Regions from separate parts of the Zea mays genome. Here region 1 is linked to region 2. A link is a contact called in public Hi-C data. All regions are on one chromosome and are shown on one strand. Each heading gives the region's core, a stretch centred on a gene start, on an enhancer-like site or on the middle of the called end of the contact. The rest is flanking DNA. Distances are from core to core; before and after follow the strand shown. Region 1 holds the start of LOC100285291 (BCL-2 binding anthanogene-1). Region 2 holds the start of LOC103648564 (kelch domain-containing protein 4).

Region 1 (3,686 bases), core at 341-2,840, 220 kb before region 2:
CCATAAACTATACTGCTGATCAACCTTATCATGGGTTTGTTTAGTAAGATGCAGAGGTGTATGGTAGCTAGGTTACTATATACATATCTTCTTATTGCTCCTCCATCTAGCTAGTTCGCAAATACATGATTTAGACAGTAGGAACAAGGTTTAATTAATGGATACGAGTCAAACTTTTTTTAAAAAAAAACTTTGATTACGAATAACTTATCGACTAGCTAGTATGTAGTCTATAAACCTGAAGACAAAGTATGTACAGATTCGCCTTTTGAAAACGCTTCCATGCATATATAAAACAACATAATTTCGTTTGAATGTATGTCTGTTCCTAATAGAAAATTTGACACTAGCTGCTGTACAGTGCCAGTGTTTTGAAGATTGGTATCGCTGTCCAGAAGAGAGTAATATTTGCCAACTGGATGCATCGGATCGGAGTAGATTTCAGCTACAAACAACGAGCTAACAGGTATATAGGAAGCGGACGTACGTACGAGCTCTGAACAATTAATATAATCATCACACGCCCATCATCTTAATTTTTCTTGTTCGTTCCCTGTTATTGTGCTGTTCATCAAATATTCAATACACAAATGCAAAGAAGGCGCAATTATGCAGGCGTGTGCTTGTTGTCTTATCAGTGGCGAGCATCGGGCGCGGGACACCGGCCGGAAAACTTGCGCGCGCCCAACCGCCGGCCGGCCATTATTAGAATAAATAAACTCCGGTAGGTTCGCGCCCTACGACGACGACGACGACCAGGACGGCGGCCCCGCCCGCCCTAATCATCATCGTGCTCCTGCATGCACTGCGTTGCGGGCGGGCGCGCGGCCCCATGCGTGCGTGCACTTTGCCAACTCTCCCAGCTCCCATTTGGGCGTCGCGTTGCGCAACGCATGCAGGGCAATATTCCGTCCACCCTCTTTATTCTAATGGCAGCTGTGAAAAGGCTCAGATGTGAAAAACAGCTCCCATTTGGTTCTCGTGTCTGTCCAAAGGCTCAGATGTGAAACGCAGCTAGACACATCTGGCATCTCTCCTAATAAGCGTGCATGAAGAAACGGTGTGTGATATGATTTAAAGACGAGCCAGTCTATGTCTGAACTATGATTCTATGAACCGGGGATAAAGCTGGCTGTTCCGCGAGCATGCATGCTGCATGCGTGCGTTCCTGTCAGTAGAAGTTCCCGGTTCGTTAAGATTCACATTAATTGACGCGCTCGGTGTATTTTTTTGAGCTTCAATCTGTCGGCAACTGCATGTGCTACGTACAGTACAGTACAGTACAGTACAGAGTGTTGGAGCAAAAAGACGTGGAGAGCGCGCGAGAACCGGCGGCCCACCTGTCAGACCTGTGCAAACCGGACCGGACTGACCCAACCCAAGACCCAAGTTGTCGCGCCTTTTGTGAGGTGAGGTTGCCGCTTTGGACTTTGGCACTTTGCGAGAGGATTTCTTTTAAACAAACGCACGCTCGTAAAGCTTGTCCTTTGCAGGCCGAGAGGCCGACCCGACCCCCTGTCCCCCTCCTACTACTTCCCCCTCCCTCCTACCCCGGCCCTATATATGCAAAGTGAACCCTTCTTCTACGGCCACACCGGCATTCCACTGCTGCTATCTGCTCCGCACACTCCATTGCTAGCTGTAACGCACTGCAAGAAAGAGCTAGCTAGCTCACCGTCGTTACGAAGATGATCAAGCTGAGGTACCCTAAGAAGCTGTTCAGGAGGAGCTCCTCCAAGGGCAGCAGCACTACCAGCAGCAGCAGCAGCAGCGACGGCGATGCCGCCGGCAGCGCCCGCGGCGGGGAGATCGAGTGGGAGGTCCGGCCGGGCGGCATGCTGGTGCAGAAGAGGGACGACGGCAGGGGGCACGTGGACGTCATCACCGTGAGGGTCGCCACCGGCTTCTCCTGGCACGACGTCTCCGTCGTGGCTACCTGCACTTTTGGTCAGTACTCAGTACTCTACTCATTTGCTCGCCAAATCTCTCTCGTACTTATCTGCTGTACAAAGGAATGGAAATCAATCTTTTTCGTAGCACGTCATTAAAGAGGCCATATGCATGACTCCATTAATTGATTGATGAGTTGTAGTCTCCTGAATCCTTCTGATGGATACTACACTTAATGCTGGAAGCGTGAGAATAAGCTAGCTGCGACAAGATCACAAGAACTAAACAGCTCAATAATACTACAGATTTACTCCACACAACCTAGCTATACATAGTTTTGTTTACTCAGCCAGATCCAATTAATCGGCATTATTGTCGACCCGGCCTTCTGACTGAGCGAGTTCACCACTCCACGAGCATCGTCACCTACTTCAGCAATAAAATGACTGACGAGTGCGTGCAGTGTCACCAGGCCCGCCCTCAAGCCCTCAACAACTCCACAAGTATCACTGGGTTGTCCTGCCTGTCCATGTAGGAGCATAGCAATAGAAAACACAGACAATGGCATGGGCTAGCTAGCTTGTCTGCAGTCTCTGCACAATGACCAATATGTCGATCTGCATAGCTACCTGCAAGTGCACGATGACGATCCTGCGTGGAACCTTCCTCTCCCTTGTCGTCGGTTCGCCACCTATTAGCATGCGATGAGCTGTCACACAATTGTAGAAGAAATATATTCTAATAATTATTTAACGCGTGCAGTGTGGGCGTGCAAAAAAACGATTGCAGGTGAGCTGAAGGCGGTGCTGTGGAAGATGACAGGGCTGGAGCCTCGGGAGCAGAGGCTCCTGTTCAGGGGCAAGGAGAGGGAGGACGGCGACCACCTCCACATGATCGGGGTGAGGGACATGGACAAGGTGCTGCTCCTGGAGGACCCTGCCCTCAAGGACATGAAGCTCCGGGCCGGGCTCACGGCGGCGTATCGTCAGACTTTCATCAGGGTGTAATAGTAGGCTTAGGCTTGCCGCCCCCGCCCCCTAATTAACTGTGATGCATGATAGAGAGAGAGAGAGAGAGAGAGAGTAAACGAACCAGTATCGTGTTTTCGGCTGCTCAGCTGGGTCGGTGAACGACTGCCTGCCTGTTGAAGAGAAGCCACTGCTTGTTTTTGTTTATGTTTAGCTGTGTCTTTTGTCATTTTTGCAGGGTAGAGAGATGAATCACGTACGCTGAGTTTTTACTGGCCTAGCTAGCAAGCTCCACACACGTACAGTTTCGACTTTTGATTGAAGGGCTTCCCAGTCCCAGGCTCCAGCAGCACCTGATATGTGGACACATTCTTCCGTTCACCCCCTTGGTTAATTATTGTGCAGTTTCGTCAGGTGCTTGCTTCAAAATCTCTGAATTGGGTGTGTCTGGCTATATATATGCTGCTGACAATAATGACATGAGGCTGCCAAATTTACATTTTCCACAGAACTGACTACCTCCGAATTTACTACATTTTCCACGCAACTGACTACCTCTGAATTTACTGAACAAACAGTCTAACAGACACTCGACTGACACTGCCCTCTGTACTGTAGATCGAAGGGCTGCATGGAGCACTGCTGTCCTGGTGGTGGCATGGCATATACCGTACTCTATATGCATGTACTCCACATTTGTGAGGTAGTAGCCGCTTTGGACTTTGCGAAGATCGCCTGCCCTATGCCCCTATTGTCCCGTCACATGACTCTATCTCGCTCACCACTCCCGTACTATATATTTTTCCACTGAGTTTTTAGAAGTTTTAA
Region 2 (3,584 bases), core at 1,032-3,531:
GAGGCTGAGTCCGAGCCCTAGGGTCGGGTGAGGCGGAACTTCCTATGGCGCCCGAGGCCGGACTTGGCTGCTGTCAGCCTCACTCTGTCGAGTGGCACAGCAGTCGGAGCGGCGCAGGCGACGCTGTCTTCTTGTCAGGTCGGTCAGTGGAGCGGCGAAGTGACTGTGGTCACTTCGGCTCTGTCGACTGAAGAGCGCGCGTCATGATGAGGTGTAAGGCCATCCTTGCATTAAATGCTCCCGCGATATGGTCGGTTGGCGTGGCGATCTGGCCAAGGTTGCTTCTTGGCGAAGACTGGGCCTCGGGCGAGCCGGAGGTGTGTCCGTTGCTTGAGGGGGGCCCTCGAGCGAGACGTGAATCCTCCGGGGTCGGCTGCCTTTGCCCGAGGCTCGGCTCGGGCGAGGCGAGATCGTGTCCCTTGGGTGGACTGAGCCTTGACCTTAATCGCACCCATCAGGCTTTTGCAGCTTTGTGCTGATGGGGGTTACCAGCTGAGATTTAGGAGTCTTGGGGGTACCCCTAATTATGGTCCCCGACAACGGCAGCTACCGTTTTAACCAGATCGGGACTCCAGGAGCGTATGGGAGCGTGGTGATCCATTTTTTCGCAGTAAGGATAGCACCGGACACCCGCACCAATCAGGCAATCACTGTAGTGCGTGAAGGGGCCGACGACTGAAGCCCATTGCCAGCGTTTTGCTACGCATGGGAAAGGTGTGTCCACGCCTGAGATGGGTGGTGCTAACGCGCGGCCACGCGGGCCGGCCGACGGGGCCGACAGGTGAGCGGGCTTTCTTGTGATTGTGAAGTGCCGCACTGAGGCGGTTCACGCGAGTACGCGACACCGGCGACAGGTCGGCTCAGCGACTTGTGGCAGCGCGTGGTGGGGGGAGTGCGTGGCACCCAACATCGATATTTTTGTTTTGAGCCGCAATAAACTTTAGATTGGAACTAAACCGTAGTTCCGATCTAGAAATTACATACCATGTGTCTTGATTCAGTAAATAGGAACGAAGCCTGTCGCGTAGGACAGTTCGACAAGGCCGGAGGACCTGCCGGTTTGACGGAAAGTTGATGCAGATCTCTGATCCCACAGGAACGTTGAGGTAGAGCGTGCTGATAACGTGTTGAGAACTACGTTACCACGGATCACCAGATCCGCTCCATTCCCTCCCGTCAGCAGTAGAGGCGCAGGAAGCTGTAGAAAACCCGTCTCCCTTTTTATAAACACGATAGAGGAAACACACGAGACACAAGATATAGGGTTGAGTCTCTGACCTCTTTCTGATCCCTATTCCATATGAGGGGTACAGATTCTATATATAGATACGTGATAGCTCTTAGGACTATATTCGATATTTGACCACATAATCCTTCATTAGTGTTTTCAACAGATTGGTGGCCGCCAAAGGCATGCATGCAGCATTTGGCTTCTCCTACGCATGGGCATCCCTTGCATCGGCATGCATGTTCCATCCGTATGTACACGTCCAGCCCTGTAGCTGGTGCAGAAAAAAAATCGGGCCTAGCAGATATTTCCGGTATCGCAGAGTCTTATCAGATTAGATCCGAATTAAAATTGGTATTGAGTTTTGTTACGCGTAGAAACTACTCGGTTACTAGGCTTCGGACTAAAAGGACACTATCTTGGGTATTTTGTGCTTTAGGCTTCGAGCTCTTATTTTATGCCTAGTTCTAGAGTTGGTTGTCTAGGATGACAACGGGTACATATTCGTTGGGTACCATTCTATAATTGTATCCATAAAAAAATTCTCTCATTGGGTTACCCGTATATACTCGTGAATATAAAATCTTACTCATATTCATACCCAGACGGGTAATTTTACTCGTCAGGTAACCTTTACCCACTAGAAACGTCTTAAATTCCAATATATCAATCAATCAAAATATTAAAAGATATAAAAACAAGTTCAACTTCACATATAACAAATCATATGATTATATAACTTGGTAGCTAGACAAACGATAGCTAGAGAAGAGTTTTATTTTAGTTAAGATATGCTCTATTAGATAGTTATAGTGGCATTGATGCGAGTATATTTTACCCATGGATAGTCGGTTATAGGTAGTAACAGCTTGTATCTGTACCGTCTACGCAACAGGTAGATGTTCTTGCCCATTAGCATAACCGTAAATAGAGAAATCATCTTATATCTGTTTTCATATTGAGTAAAACGGTAAAACCCGTTAGATATTTAGGTTTGGGTACACATTTCCATCTCCAGTGAAGCTGGTGAATAAGAAAAAAAACCCCGGCCCAGTAGCGCACGGAGGAGCTACATGTAAACAGGCCCGGAAGCCGGAACAGTTGCTCTCCTAGTCCTGCACTCGCACCTCTTTGCCGTTTTCCTTCTCCCGTTCACCTCGCGCCGCCGCCGACCTACGCCAGTTGCACAGGTCTTCGTCGGCCGCTTTCCGGCGAAGAGCATTCGCGCGAGGTATGCCTGCCGCCTTGCGAATTCTATCCCCTTGCTGCTGTACTAAGCTGAACACCCGAGCCCATGTCCCCTGCAGGGAGGGGATGGGGAAGAAGCAGAAGAAGCCTGGGAAGGGGAAGGAGAAGACGGAGCGGAAGACAGCCAAGGGCGAGGAGAAGCGTGCCCGCCGGGATTCCCGCAAGGTCGGCGAGGAGGACGACATCGAAGCCATCCTTGTCGGTGTTCTCTCCTTCCTACCTCTTTCCATCGCGGCTTCGTTTTGCAGTACCAGCACGTACCAGCGGCGGCTGAAATCATCTACGCTGCTACGCTTTTGATGCTTGCGTGAATTTATGGCTTTTCGAACCCTTCCGCGTTGTTTTTAGCTGCGGGTCAGCTCTGTCTCTACTCGCTGCCCATGCATTTTGTGGCATTGCTGCTTTGCATCTGATAAGTTGCAAGTTGCAACCTTTGTATTTTCCCCCATTTGATGCACTTCTGCTGTCTATACTCAGAGGAGCATACAGAAGGAAGAAGCGAAGAAGGAGGTTCATGTGGAGGAGAATGTTCCCGCACCATCTCCTCGGTCCAATTGCTCGGTAAAGGCACCGCAAAGCTTCAAATGACTGAATTAAATTAGCATACTTCTGCACCTGCCTTATGGTACTTCTGTAATTCAGCTGGTCTTGTTGGGTTCTTAGAATTTATCATGTCTGAACTTATCGCTGAAAGCAAATGAGGTAGAGTGGAATTAGTGGATTGATTGATTGAGAGAGGTACTGCACAAGGGGTGTGGAGATCTTGTGATCTATAGAAACAACACCAACAAGGTCTCCTCAATTCTCTCCAACCAAAGATACATATTGCCGGCTGGCCATTAATGCCTGGGCGCTGGACCCATACATGCAAGCCATATATGGCCCTCTAACGCGCCCCCACGATCACATCCTTGGTAGATTGAACATTTAGATTGGACCGAAACTCCGTGGAGACTGACGAATGCAGCCCCATGGTGAATATGTCGGCAAATTAGGATTAGGGATGAAAGTGGATATCCGAATTGTTAGGACAAATTTAACATTTTAAAATAGATATCTATGAAAGATGATGTTGATCTTTTCTTATGTTATAAAACACAATATTACA

What was found. Hi-C and Micro-C count contacts between places; a contact is called where the count stands out from the background.
Region 1: a Hi-C map of leaf shows a contact between it and region 2, with 6 times the contacts expected there. The contact joins the promoter of LOC100285291 here to the promoter of LOC103648564 in region 2. A contact is called at or near these places in 6 of 25 Hi-C or Micro-C datasets (bundle sheath, ear, leaf and 2 more).

Annotation. Positions count from the first base shown.
Region 1 is chr2:38,344,323-38,348,008 of Zm-B73-REFERENCE-NAM-5.0, reverse strand. It overlaps LOC100285291 (BCL-2 binding anthanogene-1), which reads left to right and starts at 1,590. Exons shown (of 2, transcript NM_001158184.2): 1 at 1,590-1,947; 2 at 2,680-3,287. The coding sequence starts at 1,689. The coding sequence ends at 2,897.
Region 2 is chr2:38,128,706-38,132,289 of Zm-B73-REFERENCE-NAM-5.0, reverse strand. It overlaps LOC103648564 (kelch domain-containing protein 4), which reads left to right and starts at 2,281. Exons shown (of 21, transcript XM_020548261.2): 1 at 2,281-2,459; 2 at 2,536-2,674; 3 at 2,954-3,037. The coding sequence starts at 2,543.